3 separate regions of the Mus musculus genome follow, and all the other regions are linked to region 3. The links are chromatin contacts, called in public Hi-C maps. All regions are on one chromosome and are shown on one strand. Each heading gives the region's core, a stretch centred on a gene start, on an enhancer-like site or on the middle of the called end of the contact. The rest is flanking DNA. Distances are from core to core; before and after follow the strand shown.

Region 1 (3,116 bases), core at 22-2,521, 350 kb after region 3:
GGAGTATTTTTCAGAAAACTGTTTTAAAAGAAAGGAAGGAAGGAATGGAGGGAGAAACAGCTAGAAGGAAGAAAGGAATAGAGGGAGGCAGGAAGAGAGAGGGGGAGGCCACTACTACCCTATGGTTGTTGGCTCTCAGCAAGGTGAAGAAGATTCTTTTTTTAGTGAAATTCTTGATAATTTCATCCTCGAGTGCCAGTTTCTGTCTGTTCCCCTCAGCAGACAAGCCAAAGCTTAATTTGCTTCATTGGCTTCGACTTTGACAAATCCAGACTCCTGGGCAGTAAAATTTCATAGGCATTTAAAAAAATTTTTTTTTTTATCCTTGGCTCATTTATATTTAAATATCTTCACCACCAGGAAACTTAAACATTTATGCACGGAGGTGACACACTCCTTACCATCTCTCAGGTCAGCCGTGGAACCCGAGCCCCAGGCTCTTGATGCTCTGGGTGGTCCTTACTGGCCGTGGAGCGGGCACTGCCCTTTTCCACATCCCTTTAGGATGGAGGCTTTGAGCTGCTTCTCATTATGATTGCACTGCTTTCAAAAGGAAGCTACGGAATGCCCCTTCTTCCCGCCTGGAGAGATCTGTTATTCCATGAAAAGTTTTATTTTCTCATTTGCACACAATTACCATTTACTTCCCAAAAGATGTCCCTGTGGGCTTCTCTTCAGATATCGATAAAAATAGAGCAACAGATTCGCTGACCCTGCACCACACTGGACTTTGTAATCCAGGGGGAAAGCACAAAAGGAGGACTTCACATGTGAGAGACAAACTGATACACTGCCTTTTCTGCCTCATATTGGAAGGGTCTTCCCAGGAGCTGGGGAGAGGGAAATAGGACTTAGGTTTTGGTTTCAGTTTTCCAGGTCTCTCAGTGAAGATCAGATTGGTGAAGAGCAGACCCTTTGCAGAGGGGACTCCCTACATTTGCCATGGCTCAAAAGGGCTCAAGCCCACAATCACACCAAGCTAGAAGAAGGCCAACGGGTGGAAGTTTCTGCAGGTTTTGTTTCCAAAGGCTCAAAGGCTGCACCTTGTTGATTTGCTTTATGTTGTAAAACAATGGAAGGTCCCAAACTGAAACTATGTTCTGCTTAGTATGGTCAACAGGGCCTGGGGAGCAGTGGGGCGAAGCACAAGATGGATTTTTGTTAAAACTAGGACAAAACAGAGTTATTCTAGGCAGTTCAACCAAGAAGACTGATATCAGAATGTCCGTAAGTCACTTCCTCACGCATGTGAGGAAACACCATGTCTGTTTGTGGGTAGTGGCAGTGTTTAGTTTTTTAAAAGGAAGTTGGTTGGCAGGATATCTCCTTCACATATATGAAACTACCTAAGATTTGATAGTTGTATATGTACAATGATGGAATGCCCAGAAGTGGTTAGGGTCAGTGGCCTCGAAGAGTTCCCATTCCCAGTAGATGCCAAAGTCCCACCAGCTTATTGGTATTGTCTTGCTTAGCCAGCGATAGCCTCACACCTATACATCTTCTAACTTAGTAGTCATGTATTCGAGAACTTGAGAGATAATTGTCCCATCCACTAGAACAAGTACTATTTCTGTAGACACAGTGTCCCTGTGTAGCCTGGAAGTCACTAAACAGACCAACATGACTTGAGCTCACACAGATTCACTTGCCTCTGCCTGCTGAGTGATAGGATTAAAGGTGTGCAGGGTGCCACAGCAATGACCTTGCACAAGGACTCTCCATTGTTTCAGATTGCCTTGGTATGCCATTGGCACATCTCAGTTCTCTTGCTTCCTGCGAAAACCCTGGGCAGGTGCTGTTCTACCCTGTGAGAAAATACAAAGCAATTTAGGGAAGCGAGAGTTTATTTTGGTTCAGAGTTTAAAGCCACACCCACTCTTGCTCATGACTGTCCCCTAACTCCAGCTCCCGGGCACCCAGTGCCCTCTTCTGGGCTTCACGGGCACAGCATACAAGTGTGCAAGCCTACACTTGCACAGCATGAAAACAGAAACATCATTTTTAAGTAGATTATGTGGGTCTGGTGACCACAGTATATGGATGATCTCACTTAGGACACTTTCAGTCTTGTGGATGCTGTAACCATGACAACAGGCTCACACATAAATTAGGTCTCCCCTGGGCAAACCTGCATCCCTAATTATGTATTCTTACAGCAATTTCAAACCCTCCTCTTCTCCCACTAACTAAAGTATGTCACAGCATACAGAGAAACCCTGTCTTGAAAAGCCAAAAAAAAAAAAAAAAAGAAAGAAAGAAAGAAAGAAAAGAAAAGAAAAGAAAAGAAAAGAAAAGAAAAAAGAATGTGAACGTTGAATTATATTCAGCTCTCTTCTTGGGGTTAAAAACTTTAGCTGCCCCCACTCGTTACTGAATGGTGTGGTACTTACTGAATGCCTTTTGAGTGTGGCATGCTGCAAAACAGGTGCAATTGGCACTGATTTTTCTGATAGAAACTATTGAGGCCAGACAAGTTTTAATTTTTTGATAGCTGGGTTCTCTTGCCCAAGGGCCTCTTCACTGCAGACCACCATGGCTGTCTGAGGCTCGCTTCAAAACACTGGCACCCTGGTATCCACCTCCTCAGGCCCCTATGTGCCATTCACACCATGGAGGCTGTGGGAGGAAACTGTGGCCATGCTGACTCCAGTCTCAGAGATGCCAACACAAGAGCGTGCTGGTCTACCTCCCAAGAGGCGGGTAGGATAAATTGTTGAATCTGGTCTGTGCTAAAGTCACCGTGCTTTGTGGCTCTTCCATAGTTTAAAGCTCACAAGGCTGGGGAGATGGAGACACCTTGGCCAGTAAAGCTCGCGTTGAACCAGCACAAGGACCTGCCTTTAGAACCCAAGTAAAAAAGCTGGGTGAGTCACCAGTATGGAGTCTTAGTGCTGTGACATGGGAGCAGAGACAGGTGACTCTACCAAAGCTGCCAGGCCTGTCAGCCTGGCTCCCCTGTAAAGTTCCAGACCAATGAGAGACCCTATCTCAAACAAAAGCTGTGACTTCTAAACTATACCTGTTCCCCATGCATACCACCACCACCACCACCACCACCTCATGCTCACATCATTATTTCAGGGAGCAGAGGACAGTCCTAGGGATTGAATCTG
Region 2 (2,977 bases), core at 65-2,564, 450 kb after region 3:
TGGGTAGAGACAGAAGGATCCTGGACTTGCTGACCAGGAAGTCTAATGGAGTTGATGAGCTCCAGGTTCAACGAGAGGTTCTGTCAACAACAACAACAACAACAACAACAACAACAACAACATACAGAACAATAGAAAGAGACACTTAACATTAACCTCTGTTCTCAACATGCTTACACAGACACACACACACACACAGAGGAACTATATACACATATATGCAATACATGCATATGTATGCCAAGAGGGAAAAAAGAGGTGGAAGTGGGAAGTTGTTATTGCACATCAGCAGAGACCAAACCAATGGACTTAGTTGATGGGAGTTAAAGTTGTAGCTGTGATTCAAGAAGATACCATTGAGCTGTTAAGAAGCTGGAAGTGTATGCAGCCAACTCAACTGTCACACGTGTGGCCCTGCTTATCAAAATGGGTCATAAACCCAAAAGTCATGTACTGCCTGGGTAGGGGAAGGATGGGGGTTCTGGCGGGGAGATAAGAGAGACTGTGAAGAGGAAGCAGTCAGAATACGTGATGTGCATCACAGAACTGTCAAATAACAAAATCAATCCTCCTTAGGAAGAAACTGGGAGTTCTTCTGTGCCCTAGAGACATCCTAGTCCTTCCATTAATAAGTGGGTGAGAGGCGATCGATACTCTTAAGTTTGTGACAATGCCTAGCAACACCCTGAACGGTATAACTGGTTATGTAATGACCACAAGCACCCTCACTAACATCATCATTAAAATCTTGGGAGAGAAATGTTTTTACCAGTTTTAAAAGGTGACCAATGGCAGGTGGGTGGGTGTGTCTATGGTAACCCTTACCGTGTACCATAGACACACCCAGTCCCCACTTCCACACATCCCATGAGTATACACACAAATGTATATCCTAACAGAAACCATAAACACACACCCAAAATAAATCATTAATAATTAATTGATTAACTAATTAGGAGTCAGGGCATGACATATGCAATAGCAGAAAAAGAGAGGAGACTCCGTCTGACCTAGGCATGTTCTCATGAAATGGATCTGCGAGGCATTGTCTAGTGTGTGGATGAGGCACACAGAGGACTCTGACCTCAATGGGGAAGGAAAGCTATGTGGTCCTCAAGGTCTCAGGGCGAAAACCCACAGAAGACCGAGCCAAGGGAAATTCAACCGACAGAAATATGTACAGACTGATTAAAGTCAAGGGTGACCACGGAGAAGCCTGGAGAGTCTTCGAGAGAAAGTTGGTGCTGTGGTTGCTTAACTGAAGAGTAAAGCTAACACCAAGCAGCTCTGCAGTTCACCCAACAGGGCTCTGCTGTAAACACCCCAAGGATTGCAGGTCAGCCTGATGACGCTGTTGAGATTTGATACAACAGGAAGCAGCATGAAACAGGCAGTGGGCATTTTTTTCATTCTTCTTTCTTTTATCATATACAGTTCTGATGGCAAAGGTTTTTTTTTTTTTTAAATGAGAAAAAAATTATTGGAAAGGTCAGAAACTTAGTCCTGAGAACTATTTATGGTGACAACATTACTTAATGTGTTTATCACAGACAGGAACTGAGAATGCTGGAGCATGGAAATAGGCAGGGTTTAAAGCTGCCTTAGGATTGGGTAAAGTACAGAGGCCAGCGAGCAGTGGTCTGGTCCACTCGGGGAAGGTTAAAGTCAATGTCCAGAGAGCTGGGCAACATCTAGGGAGTTCTTCCTGAGCTTTGGCAAATTAAGCTTCTCAAAAAAAAGGTAACAAAATTGGGAAAAGATAGGGGATAGGCCAAGGAGGGGCTTCAGTGGCTGAAGTGCTTGCCATCCAAGCATAAGGCCCTGATTTTGGTCTCAGGGGCCCACACAATGGAAACAGAGAACTCTCTGGAATGAATTACACTCCTGCCTCCGCACGTTTGCCATCCCATGTTCTCCTCTTCTACATGTAAGCAAAATAAACAAATGGATGTTTAAAGAAGAAAAAAATATATTTACCGTGTAAATTATGTAAATAAATGAATCATTTAACAGGCAGCAATATTGAAAATTTGAGAACTAACTCCCCAAACAACTACCATTAATTTGTGAACGTGTTAGGTGTGCACACACTCAGCCCTGAGTGTGGAGGGCGATTTAAGAGATGCCAAGGTACAAAGGGACCAGTGTGGATTAAAGCCTACATGGCCCCTTGCTCACCAAAGGGAAGGAGATGGTATTGAGAACGGCCATGTGGACAACAACCACAGAAGTCTTCCTAACAATGGTCATGATAAAAATACAAGTGCCCAGCACGGGTCGAGAGGGTTGCTGCATTCAGTTCAGAGCCACATAACCTGAGAGGTTCCAGACTGTCAGTCAAATGCTGTGGTTTGATTTTTCCTTTTACATATTTTGTGAAGGGAATGATATCAAATGACCGTTTCCTCCGAGTATAGTGGTTCCAGAGACTAAAATGTGAATAGGATATATGTGTCACAAGAGAAACACTGAGAGCCATCCCTACCCTTGGAGATGAGAGATGGCTGTGTGGCTAGGGGCTTGTCTAGAAATCATGAGGACCCGAGTTGTGTCTCAGCACCATGTAAAACGCTGAACATGCGGGGTGCATTGTGGGTGCATTCTTCTCTTGGTCTTTTTTGTTCATTCTTTGTTTCTTTCCTTTACCAAATCACTATTGTTATTAATTTGCTGACAATGTATTTTGATCGCATTTCCTTAGCTCCTCCTATAGCTGCCCCTCCTCTTCATCCCCCAACTACATGTTCTCTTCTTAACATTTTTTTATATACTTTGGGGTGTAGAGCATCCACTGGGCTGTGAGTGAACTACCAAGAGCCACACCCTTGAAGAAAATGGATCCTCTCTACCCCCAGAAGCCATTAGGTGGTATGCATTCATGATGCACAGATGGTAGAGACTGGTGGGCACCTGGCCAACCAGGATAGTGAGAGACCCTGCCTCAAACACACGAGGTAAATGATGTCTGCAGAATGGA
Region 3 (3,167 bases), core at 606-3,105:
GATCAAAGGAGTGGGCCACCATGCCTGGTGAGTTAGCTGTTTTCAAAGCCTTAGTTTGGTCTTGGGTGTTGTGACTCCCATATGATTTAGATGCTCTGCTGTGGCCCAGGGCAGGAGCTTGATATTGATACATATACATATACATATACATATACATATACATATACATATACATATACATATACATATACATATACATATACATATACATATACATATACATATACATATACATATACATATACTCTCCAAAGCTAAATAGCTATATAAAAACTTTAAACTGTCTACATGACAGTGACATCTCAGCTTAATGAGTCACCTAGTATACAAGGTGTTAGTGCTTGGTGAACATTTATTCCGGTCAGCAATCGGTGTATGTAGGTACCTCAGTGATGTGAGACTTCAGCTTTATTTTTGCCAGTTTTGGTCATATCACAAGATTTTCAGAAGATTTATTTGTTACATTAATAATACACATGGTCCCTGACTTCCATGGGCCCTGGGGTTGGCATGCAGGAGATTATTAACTTTCACTGTTAGTTCTTATAGGGACTGGTACACAGTGAGGCTTGTGCCTAATGGTTCTGATACGCTCTGAAGACTGCACTGTGGGGAGATCCACAGAACTTAGAAATGCATCTCTGCCCACTGCTGAGCCACTCCCAACATGGACCTTTGTGTATACGTGGGTGTGGGCACGTGTTTGGTGCCTGTGGGGATTAGAGGCCAACACTGCTGTCATTCCCATGAGCCTCCGTTTCTGAGATAGTGTCTCTCTCTGGGACCCTGAGGCTTATCGATTCCGAAAGGCTGACTGGCCAGACCAAGATCTGCCTGGCTTTGTCTCTCCTATGCTGGGATTACAAGACTGTGCCCACTACTCCCATCTTCTAACTGGGTGCTGGGTATCAAACTCATGTTCAGATACTTGTGCACTTTACAAGTCACCCATCTTCTCTCCTTTGCCTTGAGACTGTGAACTTCATTGTACCATAGACCTCTGTCCATTCTCAGGACTGTGGTTACCTTCTTTCGGGGTTCTTCCTCCTCTGCACCGTAATGGGGACAGAGCACTACTCAGTGTGGGCACAGAACCCAGCTGTGCAGCCTTGTGATGGTTGCAGGTCAGAGGTAGTACTCCCCTCTGGTCCACACCCTTGAGAGAGAAACATCAATGTTTACATATTATTTGAAGGCTTGGGTACAGACCAACATGACTTAATATAAATTTCAAGTTGGAAGACTCAGCACTGTGCTGTTTCGTGTTGTATAATAATGTGAGACAGTTTGGTAAATCCCTTCAACAAATAATTATGATGTATCTGTTTTACAGTTTTGACCACATCTGGTAGGTCTTGCAGGTTTTCAATTTCCTCTCATAACATAGCTTTTAATGAAATGAAAATTTGGATCTCTCCTTAGATGGTATCTGGCATTCTGTTTCTGTCTCTTTTCAATGTGTAATCTCCAAAAAGGCAAATGGCTAAGTCCTATACAGATTTAGAGTGAATGCATGCCCACCATCCAGCCAGCTCATTAACATGCAAACTAGTAAGCAAGTCACGATGATCCCATGACCACATGAGGAGCATTAGCAAGAGGGGTGTTAAAATAGAATTCTTAGGATATATATAAAACCAAGTAACATTCTGCAGGGAAATATACACAAACCCGAGGGCCTCTTCCCTGCAGGACTGTGGAAGGAAATGGAAATCAACCAAATGAGGACAGCAAAAGCAGCCTGCATGGACAAAGGCGTAGCCGCAGTCACTTACAGATTGGAGCATGCTCAGGACGGGAGAAAGGGGGGAGGAAAGAGAGCTGTCTAAATCTGGCACAGAGACGCTGTGGGTGGTTCATTAGGAAGAGAGGCACTCCCTCTGATTGGTTAGCAGCGTGCATTTGGCTTTCTCTGATTGGATGCACTTAGGGACCTGTCAGTGACTGATCTTTGGGGTCAGTGGTCATGGGCTGTTGTTTGGTTTCCTAGACCGTTACTCCAAACAGCAGTCTGGCTTACTAGAAATCAACTTGACTGCAAGTCTGAAATAGGCTGGCTTCCAGGGCTGGACACTCTAGATAATGGGTTGGTTTCCTGAGCAGATCTCTGCAAGCCTGGGTTTTGATATAAGGCCTGGCAAACATTCATTTGCATATCCCATCTGTCAGTGGAGAACTGTACCTACCAATTAACAAGAGGCATCAGGGTTTGGGTTCCATTCAAATAAGTGGCAAGCCAAGTACATTGTCCAAGGGAGAAGAAGTAACTTTCTACATAGATGTGGTCAACAACTCTCAAGTAAGATATTGAAAACTCACCCTGCTTCCTCTCTACCCCATCCCCAAGTTTTGGGTAACGGCTGAAGACCTTTGTGTTAGGAAAGGATAAAAGCAGAAAACGGAACAAAATACAATCTCGGGTAAAGTAGGAACTGCATGAGACACGCAGCCTTCAATCATGTCACTATCAATTGAACCCAGGAGGAAAGCCCAGGATTCACAAAGTCTGTGTTGAATGCAGGCTGAGGAAGAGTCTAATCCGCTCTACCAAGTGTGAAATTTGTATTTTTAAGCCTTTGTCTCATTGACTCTGTCGTCTGTTTCTCAATTGGTTCCCGATTCAAAAGTCAGAGAGACAGATCTTGTCTATTTTTTTCTGCTCGTGTCTTAACACTAATTACTTCTTACAAGATATCATTCAATAAACCAGATTGATAGGATCTGTATCACCGGCTCTCTTGATCAATGAAACGAGAGAAACCAGGCTCACAAACCTCTTTTGATTCCAAATGCCCCGATTTTCCCATCAGGATCGGATCCAGAACAACCATTCCCATCTCTGAAAAAGAAATTTTTATTTGAGAAAATTTCTCAAAATCCTCAAATTCCTTATTGGTATTGCTTCGCCCCCACCCCCCCACCCCACTCCAATTCTAGATTGTAGAACAACTCGCATAACGACTTTGAAGTGTCTCAGGAGTTGGATTACTGTTTTATCTACAGACAACATTGTTAATTTTGCTAGATACCTAATTATGAATCAATACTGTATACGACATCAGAACAGTATTTAAATGTTTTTAATTTATTTTTTACTTTTATCTTATGTGTATGAATGCTTTGTCTATGTGTGGGGGGCTCATTTGCATGCAATACCCTCAGAGAAA

The links. Hi-C and Micro-C count contacts between places; a contact is called where the count stands out from the background.
Region 1: a Hi-C map of hematopoietic stem and progenitor cells shows a contact between it and region 3, with 2.5 times the contacts expected there. The contact joins two enhancer-like sites. A contact is called at or near these places in 3 of 15 datasets of contacts at CTCF or cohesin (embryonic stem cells, pro-B cells and stem cell-derived epiblast-like cells), 130 of 484 Hi-C or Micro-C datasets (the 63-12 cell line, the AtT-20 cell line, B cells and 70 more), 9 of 115 datasets of contacts at active chromatin or transcription factors (astrocytes, bone marrow-derived dendritic cells, cardiomyocytes and 4 more) and 1 of 9 other capture datasets (bone marrow-derived macrophages).
Region 2: a contact with region 3 is called in a Hi-C map of pre-megakaryocyte-erythroid progenitors, with 5 times the contacts expected there. The contact joins two enhancer-like sites. A contact is called at or near these places in 2 of 484 Hi-C or Micro-C datasets (embryonic stem cells and pre-megakaryocyte-erythroid progenitors).

Annotation. Positions count from the first base shown.
Region 1 is chr9:116,057,395-116,060,510 of GRCm38.p6, forward strand. The region is part of intron 14 of Gadl1 (glutamate decarboxylase-like 1); the gene reads left to right. Among named protein-coding and RNA genes, the nearest start is that of Gm31014, 4.5 kb to the left of the region's middle. Within about 2 kb of position 1,272, at least 55 of the 459 cell types and tissues checked have an H3K27ac peak or open chromatin away from gene starts, as enhancers often do. A contact at or near this core is called in hematopoietic stem and progenitor cells and hematopoietic stem cells, where this site is marked.
Region 2 is chr9:116,159,832-116,162,808 of GRCm38.p6, forward strand. The region is part of intron 1 of Tgfbr2 (transforming growth factor, beta receptor II); the gene reads right to left. Among named protein-coding and RNA genes, the nearest start is that of Tgfbr2, 14 kb to the right of the region's middle. Within about 2 kb of position 1,315, at least 70 of the 459 cell types and tissues checked have an H3K27ac peak or open chromatin away from gene starts, as enhancers often do. A contact at or near this core is called in pre-megakaryocyte-erythroid progenitors, where this site is marked.
Region 3 is chr9:115,706,731-115,709,897 of GRCm38.p6, forward strand. No RefSeq gene overlaps it. Among named protein-coding and RNA genes, the nearest start is that of D330037F02Rik, 42 kb to the left of the region's middle. Within about 2 kb of position 1,856, at least 66 of the 459 cell types and tissues checked have an H3K27ac peak or open chromatin away from gene starts, as enhancers often do. A contact at or near this core is called in hematopoietic stem and progenitor cells, hematopoietic stem cells and pre-megakaryocyte-erythroid progenitors, where this site is marked.